Linked DNA regions of Urocitellus parryii: region 2 is linked to region 1. Evidence: chromatin contacts called from public Hi-C data. All regions are on one chromosome and are shown on one strand. Each heading gives the region's core, a stretch centred on a gene start, on an enhancer-like site or on the middle of the called end of the contact. The rest is flanking DNA. Distances are from core to core; before and after follow the strand shown.

Region 1 (5,471 bases), core at 1,073-3,572:
AGAGAGAATCCTAATGTAAACTCTTGACTCTGAGTGATCATGATGGGTTAACATAGGTTCATCAATTTTAACAAATGTACTCTGGTGCCAGATGTTGATAATGGGGGAGTCTGTACATGTGTGGGAGTATAAGGGAACTCTCTGTACTTTCTGTTCAATTGTGCTGTTAACCTAAAATTGCTCTAAAAAATAAAGTCTATTTTAAAAAAATTGTTCAACCTGAAATTTAATGGAGTTTTGTGGAAAAATAGCCCTATAATCTATAAAATTATGATATTATCATCAAAGAAAGAATCAACCTGAATTGTTTTCAAGATAATCAAATGTATAACACCAAGAGTGAGTGAACCCTAATTCAAACTACTGACTTTGGTTGACAATGATATGTTAGAGTAGGTCATCAATTAGAACAAATAAAGGGGATGTTGATAATGGGGAGGTTATGTATGTGTGTAAGCAGAAATTTTGCTGTGAATCTAAAAATGTTTTTTAAAAAAGTCTTAAAAACAAAAATGACCCAAGTTTAACCAGTCCCAGTTGAAACAGTACTATCCCTTTCTCTGTGCAATAAGTTGACTGAATTAGACCATATGTGTCTTCTGCCTCTTAATTTCATGTTTTTATTCTCACAATCTTTGAAGTACAAATAAATGTTACCAGAACACTCTGTGCCATGATAGCATACAAAAAAGTACGCAGTTGTTATCAAAATGCTCTAGTAAATTAATCTAATTTGGTTAAGTTTTTCAAATGCTTTAAAACCAAAATTTTCCTCCCAGTAAAAGGAAACACTTTAGGTCTCTATAAAAAAACTGCAGCCAAAGTCAGATGATTTCTAAGTTCAAGGCCCAAGAACATTAAAAGAGCCCAAACATTTCAACATCTCAAACCTAAGTTTGATGCCTGGCACAACACAGTTTCAACTACGGTCATCAAGTCACTACAGCAAAGTCTTGCAGTCAGGAAAAAAGAATATTCTTCAACTTTATAATCAAGGTTCACTACCTCAGTGGTTCCTAGATATTTTCCAATTACAGACTACATAAAACAAACACTTTTAAGTAAGTTGGGAAATGTCATTTCATAACAGTGAGGCTCTTTTAGCACATACACAAACACTCCCGCAAATAATTGTTAAAAAAAAAAAACCCCAAACCTAGAACGTAGTACATTAGCTTTATATTTTCCTCATTTTGCTAATCAATGATTAAAATTCTGTAATACACAAGCCCAAGAATCACCAGGCTACAACCCATTCTTATTCACTATTCTCTCAGGTTTACTGCTCATACAACCTGATTCAGAACCTGGGCTTTTGAAACCAATCCGCAGCCCTTCTGCACCTCCAGCGATTTGAATGCTTTCCTTGTCCAAAGTACCTTCTCTTTGGAATGCCCTGAGAACCTCAAACGTCTATCAGGTATCATTTATTACTCCTCCTGCAATGAATTACTTAATCCTTTTCTCACTGAGTAGTAATCTTCATGCCACACACTCTCTTGGGCATCATGCCTTTTGTGGTCCTAACTATTCTGCGAGGTTGTGGGTAATAATGATCCCCTTTTATAACAGGTTCAGGGGGGAAAAGTAACCTAAGTCACCTAATTCCCGAAGTACCAAAACTGGCATTGAACTCTGCTCGGAACTCCACAGTCAACTATTTCCACGCCACACATCCCTTTTGCTGGCGCCAGACAGTATGCGATCAAATGCTGCGACCCCAGTTCTCAAATGCTAGCCCGTCCGTAGCTAAAGCCTGGCGCGCTGCTGGCCCCCGGGTGCAGAAGCCATGGCCTAGGCCTAGGCGCCGAGCTGGGCTGCGCGATCCAGAGGAACGGGAGAGTCCCGGAGCCTCCACGAGCCTCAGAGTTCGAAATTACAGACAGAAAGGGGCAGATTTCCCCCTGGGTCTTTGCGGCTGTAAAAAGTGGGTACTGCTGGCGCGGGAGCGGGAGGAAAGGGAGCTAGGGAGCAGTGCCAGAGGGAGCGGCGGGGTGGGGGACAAAAGGGAGGGCCGGGGAGAAAGTTGGGGACCCGAAGGCGCCAACTGTGTGCCTGGCGCACGCGCGTCTGGGATGGCGGAGGGTGCTAGGTCTCGCGGCCCCAGGTCCGAGCGTAGCCGCTAGCCCTCCCGCCGAGCCGGAAAGGGCGAGAAGACCCGCTTTCCTGCCGGCCGGCCCCCAGTCACCCCACTGTTTACCCCGTCGAGTACTCACCACTCGATTGTCCCGCTTCCCCATGGTGCCGGTCGGAGCGCACAGTGAAGACGCCGAGAGAGACCAGGCCAGCGGAGCAGCCGAAGCGGGCCCGCCGCGGGTCCTACGGACGGCTTCCCTCCCCGTCCAAAGAGCGGCGCCGCGCGAACCGACAGCTGATTTCGGCCACAGCGCCCCCTTCCGCCGCGGAGGATATGCAGGCGCCAGCGATCTCCTGCGCTTCCCAAGGATCTGCTGGGGGATTCCAGTAGCTTTCACCCACCTGGTGTGGGGCGGACCCTGCGCGTCTGTATGGCGGTCTCCCCGAGGCAGCTTGTTTCCGTCTGGACTTGGATTGTTTTGTTTTCTTCCAATCTTTATGTGTTGAAATATTCATTCTAGGGGATATAAAATTAGCCCAACGTTTATTATGTGGTTGACATGGTGCAGGTGCTGGGGATAAAGTGAGGGCCCACTGGTTGCTCAGAGTCCATCAGCTGCTGGAGGAGAAAGACAACACTGTCACAGATGTTGCTAACGAAACCGCCCTATAAATTCAATTTCATTCATCCATCACCCGTGCATTCCTTTCACACTAATTTTCCATCATCTACTTTTCACTAGCTAGGTGTCCTAAGCTGGAGCTGGGACCAAACACAAAGACAGTTAAGACACCATCTGTGCTTTCAAGCAGCGTGGTTATAAACAGGTAAGGGAGATAAACACATATAGGACCAACTCTCTGCGTGGTGTGCCGTAATATTGTTAGCACAGCACTGTAGCTTCAAGGGAGACGATCTAGGCTCCAGAGAAGGGTACTACATATTAAGTATTTATAGTCTTGGATAAAATGGCTCCTCCTCGGGTTTCATGTTAGCAAAGAGTATTAGGAAGTAACTGAAAATCAATTAGGATCCTTTCTGGACTCTTGGAAAATGGCATAAGGGGACTTATTTTCATTACATTCACTAAAAGGCTTTCAAATCATCTTTTCCACTCTGGCTCTCTCCCTCTCTCTCTCTTATATTGCATTGTAGAACAGATGTTTCCAACTCCTACTTTCTTTCTCAAAACTTTCCCCAAACTCTCTCAAATGCAGTCTTTGGCAGTTCTCCATATTCCACTCGAGTAGCCCACTTTGCTTCCTAGTGCAGATCAGGCCTATGGTCTTCATTTGTCTAACTCCATTAGCAGATGTAAGCTGAGGACTCTGACCAAAGACACACTTTTCTTTCTGCACAAGAAGGAGAGGAGAATCTGTGAATATTAAATTCTTCTTTACTCATGGCTCATTTATATTGTTTTTAATATTCTAGCATTTGGCAGATATTATTTACAGCATCTCAACCTGAGAGCATGAGAATACATGCAGGAGAAAACTTTTTCCCTTCTAAGCTCCTTCTTACTTTTCACTTTCTTGCCCTTTGATTACTTTTGTGGGTACAGAGATTTTTAAAACATATAATGATGCTATTAGTTAACACAAAATTTTGTGTTTTCTTTACATAGATCCCCTCTGGCAAGGTACTAGCCCCTCCTGGATAGAGCATGGATTCCAGGGAAGGAAAGAGAAAGAGGAAAACGACTGAGGAGCCATGGAGATAATTAAGGCTTCAGCAGTTGATAAAGTCTAGATCAGACCAAATCTTCTCAAGGTATACCTCACATCCAAGGTATACCTCACATCCACTCAATGGGAAGAATTGTTTACACATCTTTTTACACGTGTGATCTGTGAATAAATACTTTCCTTTTAGCAATGAACTTACATGCTCTCTCAAATATTCTGGGTGTAATGAAGAGATTGCATGCCATTTTTCACATGAGAAAAACTGGGGCTTAGAGAAACCAAATAATTTGCTCCAGGTCTCACAGCAAGAAAGCAGAGAAGTTGGGGACCAAATGCACATGATTAAATATGAAAACATGAAAGCATGTGCTTCCCTTACAGCATCAGGCTACCTTCAGAAGTGGAAGGGGTAAGGAACCCGGGAGGATTGAGAAGGGGCATTTCAGGTGGCCTGTGATCCTTGGCCAACTTCTCACAGAAAAACGGAGAGGGAAGGACACTCCAAACAGAGGGAACTGCCTGGATAAAAGAGGAGAGGGGATGCAGCCAGGTGTGGTAGCATGGAACACCTGTGGTAGAGGTGAGGCAAGACTGGAAAAGTCCCTGGAGTTGGAGGAAAAGGACCTAGAATGCCAGGGGAATAAGCTTTACTTTATTGTGCTGGCAAAACTTCTTGAATGGGAGCAGCAAGGTGTGTGTGTGTGTGGGAGGGGGGGGTAACAATAAAAAGGATGAAAGGCAAAACTGTAAATAGTAACAATACTAATAAGCCTTTAAGGCAGAAATTTTCAACTGGAATAATATTCAATGATGATAACTCAGGGGGCATCTTTAACATTAGGAAGACTTGGATGCACTAGGGTCTATGTACAAATTTAATATCATTAGTTGATTTTCCTCTATTTCTCATTATTGTGTGGGCATTTCAGAATTTCAACAATGGAGAGAAGCACAGAAACCTAATCCATGAACACAGTATCTGATGTTGGCATGTTCTAGACTGGAAATAGAAGCATGAAGCTTTCATGTTTGAAGACCCTTTGTAATTTCTCTAACTGTATTAATAAGAGAGCAAAAGACATAACCATTATATAAAGGATTTGATTAATGGATGGTGCATCCATGCAATGCCAAACTGGGGAGATACTGAAAAAGTAATGTAGAGCCAGCCATATGTGTTGATATGGAAAATTGACCACTATGCATTATTGAGAGAAAAAGAGGATTATAAAACAGTTTATGGATTATGATATCTTATGTATAAACAAGAGGATATATTAGTTGGCATTATAAAATTGCAGATATTCAGCAATTTCTAACCAACAAGATGGGAGATTTCATATTATTCATCTTGAGTATGTCTAGGAAACTATTGAATATATTTGAATATATCCAGGAAAGTTTCTGAAAAGTTTATACAATCTACTCTTACTGGTGGTTACTTCCTAAGTGTTGGTGGGTTGAAAGTCTGGGAAAAGGACTTTTTTATAATATGCCATAATCCTTCTTTTCTGATTTATTTAATGAAAGAACTACTCAGTTAAATAGATTCCCCTTCCTCTGATTCCACACTTACTATCTAACTTCTGGATGTAATTTTGCCTACACAAAAGTGGAAATAATGACCAGTTTATATGTTCACTTTGTGCTCAAGAGTTATATTTCTCACTGTAAAAAAATATTCAAAGATTTTTTTATTTATATAT
Region 2 (5,471 bases), core at 1,452-3,951, 220 kb after region 1:
AGTCACTGGGGACAGTGGTTACCCCAAGGCAAAGGCGGAAGAGAAGAAAACAGGAAGGAAACAAAAAGGGAATAGAGATCTGTAGCTCGTGAGAGTGACCTCATCAATAATTTCAAGTGTCACTGATTTCATAGCATATGACTGATGGCCTTTTCTGAAAAGCTTCAGGCTAAGTAGTTTCTTGGTTCCAAAGCCCACAAAGTCTGTGCTCGAATATGATTTGCTCTTAAAAAAAAAAAAAAAAGGTAAATTGAGGCCTTCCTGGGAACCTGTTTAAGGGTAAGGGTCCTATACTAACCTATTGGAATACAAATGCTCAGATATTCAAAGTACTTTAAAATTTACAAAGTGCTTTCACATACATTATCTCAATTTTATCCTCCCAACTCCAAGAAGTAAGAGTCATCCTTATCACTTAACAGATAAACATAATTTTAGAAAACTATGCCTTCATCTTCACTTCATAAATACATCCTTCCAGAATTCACAGTTCAAAATCCAAGTCATGGGTCAGTCAGAACTCTCTAAAAACAAAGCCACACTTAAAACTGGATAAATCACAATGGGAGAGATCAGCCAAATCTACCAGCACAATAGAAAAGCAGCCTTCCTCTGTTATAAGAATAGACTGCACTTTGTAAACTATAATAATACACAGGAATGCCTCTTTAACTGCTTTTCATGGTAGGGTTACTTTATTTGTAGACATGATGATCAACTTTAATTGGACACTCCATAGATAATGGGCAATAAAGTGAGAACTTTGATTTTAAAATTCTAGTGGTAGAATTCATCCTTTGAGAGAGCTCCAGTGATTCCTGTGGGACGATAACTAAGTTATAGGGAGCTAAAGGTACCCTTCTTCTTTCCCTCCAATGGCACAAAGACCACCCCCAGAGGGTTATTGTTGCTTTTTAACAAATATACAAAAGGTAATTATTGCTTTTACATAAATTCCATTTTCCTAAACACTCCTCCCAGTCTCATTATCTTTTGCCTCCCGCCACTTGACTAGCTAAAATGGAGGTATAATGGGGGTCCTCTCTCTATTGCCCTTGACTACCTTATTTATGTATTTATGATTCTTTGCTGTCTTTTCCCCTGATTCTCACTGTGTGGGGAACAAAACACCACACAAATCACCCAGCCCAGGATAAGAGGAGACAAGTTAAAACCTCCCAGTGAGATTCCATAGACACTTGGTCTCCCTAAGTCCACAGAGGGCTTGGTATTTCAAAGGTCAGACTTGGGTCTCTTCATTTTGAGGACTAATGTTAAACTGTTTGACTTCTTACAAGAATATTTAGCTGTGTTTATTTACATAATTTCATGGAGGTCACACGGTAGGCAAGCAGTCGCTCAACAGGATACCTAGATGGATGAGTAGACAAGAAGATCCCAGGATCTCCTTTCTCCAACACACTGAAGGTAAAGAGCTGAAAAGGGTAAAATCACAACCCAATTTGAAGAAGCTTCTGTCCACTTCTTTTCGATTTGAAGCTATGAAGCTATGCATCTGTTTAAAAAGAAAGGGATGACACAACCACACAATGGGGAAATTCCAGGATCACCAAGAGAACACCATTATACTAAGTCCACACACTTTCTTTTAATACTGGTTACTACTCACAAGAGAGACTGTTAACTGCTGTCTTCCCACCAACTTGCAGGACCAGTCCAAGGAAAGCAAGGAATTTAAAGATACCATAACATGGACTCACATCTAACCCTTGGGAAAGGGAATCTAAGGACTGTGTCAGTCCAGAGATATGAAGTCAGACAAACAGGTAACAGTTTTTGGAAGACATTTTTTAAATGACGCTGCTTGACACTGATCATCAGCAATGAAATTCCTTAGACCACCAGAACCCACTTTTATTATGAAACTTTAACAAAAAGAAACTGGGTGTGATTGGTAAACATGTTCTTGAGTTTCTTCATTTTCTTTAAAGCGGTACTTACCCTAGGCTCCACCCTTAAAGTCCCGACCTATTAATTATCACCTGCAACTTGTTGTCTTTCTCACTCATTTTCAGTTTCTCAAAAATTCCCCATGGCAGAGAAAAATATGTGGGGGCTGGCGGGGAGTGCCTCGAGTTGGTAGGTTCCACGTCCCTAAAAGGCACCCAACTCCCCTGGATCCCCTTCAGTACAGGCTTCGGAACTGCCCAGCAGCGGGGGAAGCCTGCGTAGGTCTCTTTTTCTGACTGGTCTTTCTGGCTGGTAAGGTCACCGGCTCTGGCAACAAAACTTACTCAGTCAGATCGACGGGTGGCCCTGGCCTTCCCCAGCCCCCCTGCCTGGAACCTTCCTAAGTCCGAGGATCCCCGGCCTGGCCTCACCAGAAGCGCTGCCCCCGACGGTGCGGGCGCTGCACCCAGCTCACCTGACCACGTTGGGGTGCTCGAAGGTCTCCAGGTGCCTCAGCACCGCCACCTCGCGGATGGTGGAGAGCGGCATGCCCTCCTCGCCCGTCTGCACCCGCACGCGCTTCAGTGCCACGAACCGGCCTCCGTTCTTCAGGTCGCGGGCTTTGAACACCTTCCCATAGGCGCCCTCCCCGATCTCCGCCACGCACTCGTACTGCTGGTCCGCGCGGCTCAGGCCGTCCTTCTCCATGTCGCCTTGACGCCTCCCGGCACGGCGCAGCTGGGGCGGGCGGGGGTGCGGTTGGTTCGCTAGTCTCCTCCGGTGCTCCCGGAGCTCGGTCTTGCTCGCCCTCGCCCCCGCTGGCTCCGGCGCTCGGACTCAGGGGCTCTCGCGGACGCTGGACTGGATGGAGCGACCTCTCCGCCGGCTGGCGTAACCCTGGTGCCGCCGCGAAACTCCGCCTGCCGAGTCGCCGCCGGAGGAGCGAGTGGATCCCTCCTCTTCCCTCCCCGAAGCGAAGTCCTCTACACAGACACCGCACCGATTACATAGTCTCTGTCCGAACGCGTCTCGGTCCACAATCTTTGCACCTAAAAGAGAAGACGGGAAAACAAGAAAGTGCAATCAGACATCCCAGGAGCCTTCCACGGGGTTCCTCTAGATTCCCCTCCTCCTCCTTCATGAAGCCCGAGTCGCTACCCTCCGCGAGCTCCGGCCTTCTCCAAGCCTCCTAATCCTTCCTGGTTTCACCGAGAAAAGCGAAGTTACTTTTCTTTCCCTACAGGGCTGGAGCCGTCTTCGCGAGGAGAGGTTGCAGGGGCCCCTCGGGGATGAGCGCGCCGCGCGGGACGCAGTGGAACGGGAGGGGGCGTGCCGAGCAGCCCAGAGTGTGCTGGGAGCGCGGGGGGGAGGGAGGCGCTGGGGACGTCAATGTCACGGCTTAATATTTATACCTTTATGATTGTATGCGCGGCTACCCTCCTCGCCTCCTGGGACCTGGAAGTACAGGGAGTGGGGGTCCTGGTGCCTTCAGGGACCATGCACAATGTGGTGTGAACGGACTGAGGGTCCACCCGTTTGGGGCCGCAGAATGTGGGTGGGGGCTCTCGGGACCCTGTAATCCGATGCTGGGAGTGTGCGAAAAGGGGTGGTCAGACATCTGCTCGGAAATTGCTTCCTTTCTTTCTACTTTCAGTTTTTCCTCGAGGAGACATTTAAAAACGATTCGCACACGCAAATGGTCTTTGGGGGGTAAAGGAGTCTTGGTGGGAAATGGAATTCTCCTCCGACTCGGAGGACCTCCCTGGTGGAAACCCAGGGAAGACAACCATCGGGTTGGGGAGGGCTGGGGCTACTTGGGGTGGGAGGACGAGAGGCCCTGGAAGGGGGGGAGTCCCCCACGGGAGCCCAAGAGTGGGAGAAAGGGATGTTCGCCACACTTTCGCTTGTCGTGTCCTTAAAAGAGTAACTTAAGGAAGAAGACACCATAACCGTGTCTTGACTTGAAGTTTTCTGATTTCAACCAGAGCAAAACGCCACCTCCCTAAAAAGGGTGGGGGTGGAGGTAGTAAAGGCCATGGCTCCTAGGGTGAGGGAGAGGGGGCTGTGCCGAGGGTACCCGGACTCAGGAACCTTTCCCCACTGCCAGTGTCGTCCTGATAGAAGTAGCGCGGGTGGCTGCTCCACTGCCCTTTGGGCCAGGTCCTGTCTTCAGCTGGGCGCCCCCAATCCCCAGAACCCTCTGCACAACAAAGTGCCTGAAAGGGGTACCCTAACTTTCCCTCCCCTATACAGGACGTAGGGAAACTCCCTCCCCCACAGGCGCCTCAGCCACCGCCGGACATTCGCCACGCTAGCAACGTGTCCAGAATTCCCAGGACACCTCGGAGTTACCTGCCCCGCAACCGCGGGCCGCTCGCCTTCTGCCAGAAATTAAAGAAAAAACAAATAGCGCGACCCCCACGGTGTGCGGGCGGAGCGGACCGCAGCGAGGGCAGGGCCTCTCAACACTTACTCTTTTCAAAACTTTCCTTAAAAGCCGAGGAAAGAGCCCCCAGAGCCTGCCCCGGGGTCTGAGCCAGGTCGAGGGCCACACAGGTAGCGGGGGAGCAGCCGGCGGCCGCCCAGTCCTCCCCTCCCACGTCCCCCTCCCCCTCCCGCTCGAGTCCAGCCCTGGGCCCCGCCGCAAAGGAAGCGTCGGGGACGTCCCACCCCCGCAGGGAACTGCGCCCGCTGCCCCCGCCCGGCCCCGCACCACCCGCGCTGGCTCTCCCCCCTCGCTCGCGGACGGTCGGCTTCAGCAGAGGGAAACGGGAGCAGCAATGCCTTTTCCCCCCCTCTCCTCCACTTTTTTTTGTTGTTGTTGTTGCTTTCCCACGCTGGCTGAATGTGACTTGACCCCATTTCAAAAAAGTTTGACATAGTGCTTCAACATTTCCGCATTCCTCCGCGACTACAAAGGCTGCAGCCGCCTCCTTCTGCTTTCTGTCTCTGCTCTCTGTCTTCACACTCAATGAAATCCTTCATGTGCCTCTCCCGAAGCCTGCCAAGCACCGCAAGGGTCGCCACCAGCGCAGCGAGAAGAGGCCGCACCGGGGACCGCGACTCCCGCGTGTGCGCACATGCAGATGCGCCCACGTGCACACGGACCAGCGCGCTGCGGGGCCCGGAGCTGCTCGCTGCGGGCGTGCGTTTTAACTTCGATATTTTAAGTAATAAAAATAAACTTGGAAACTAAAGCAAACGTGTGTCCTCGCGGGGCTGAAAGCTTGGGCACTGGTCGGCTGCGTGCACTCCTCTGTGCATAACACGCCCGCGGGGTTGCCAGCAGGAAGCCCGCGTTAACATTTATTTCATGGTGGGGAAGATGGAGCCCACACCCACACCTCAACAAGCTGCAGAGGGAGCTTTCCTGGGGAAATAATTTGGGGGGCACGGAAACACGTTCTCCAGCATGGAGTCCCCAGAGGCAGTGCATTTTACACGGTGAATGTAGATTATTATGTGAATGTCCGAGTAGAGTTCAAGTTCCGTTTGGAGAAGTTGGATGAGAAGTGTATGTGTGGGTGTTTGTGCGCACAGATATGTGGGAGCTGGCACAG

Evidence for each region. A called contact is a pair of places that touch in the nucleus more often than the background predicts.
Region 2: a Hi-C map of muscle shows a contact between it and region 1, with 4 times the contacts expected there. The contact joins the promoter of Cdk6 here to the promoter of Fam133b in region 1. A contact is called at or near these places in 2 of 2 Hi-C or Micro-C datasets (liver and muscle).

What each region holds. Positions count from the first base shown.
Region 1 is chr3:28,989,162-28,994,632 of mUroPar1.hap1, forward strand. It overlaps Fam133b (family with sequence similarity 133 member B), which reads right to left and starts at 2,323. Exons shown (of 11, transcript XM_026391563.2): 1 at 2,217-2,323. The coding sequence starts at 2,240.
Region 2 is chr3:29,204,477-29,209,947 of mUroPar1.hap1, forward strand. It overlaps Cdk6 (cyclin dependent kinase 6), which reads right to left and starts at 2,702. Exons shown (of 7, transcript XM_026391545.2): 1 at 2,387-2,702. The coding sequence starts at 2,619.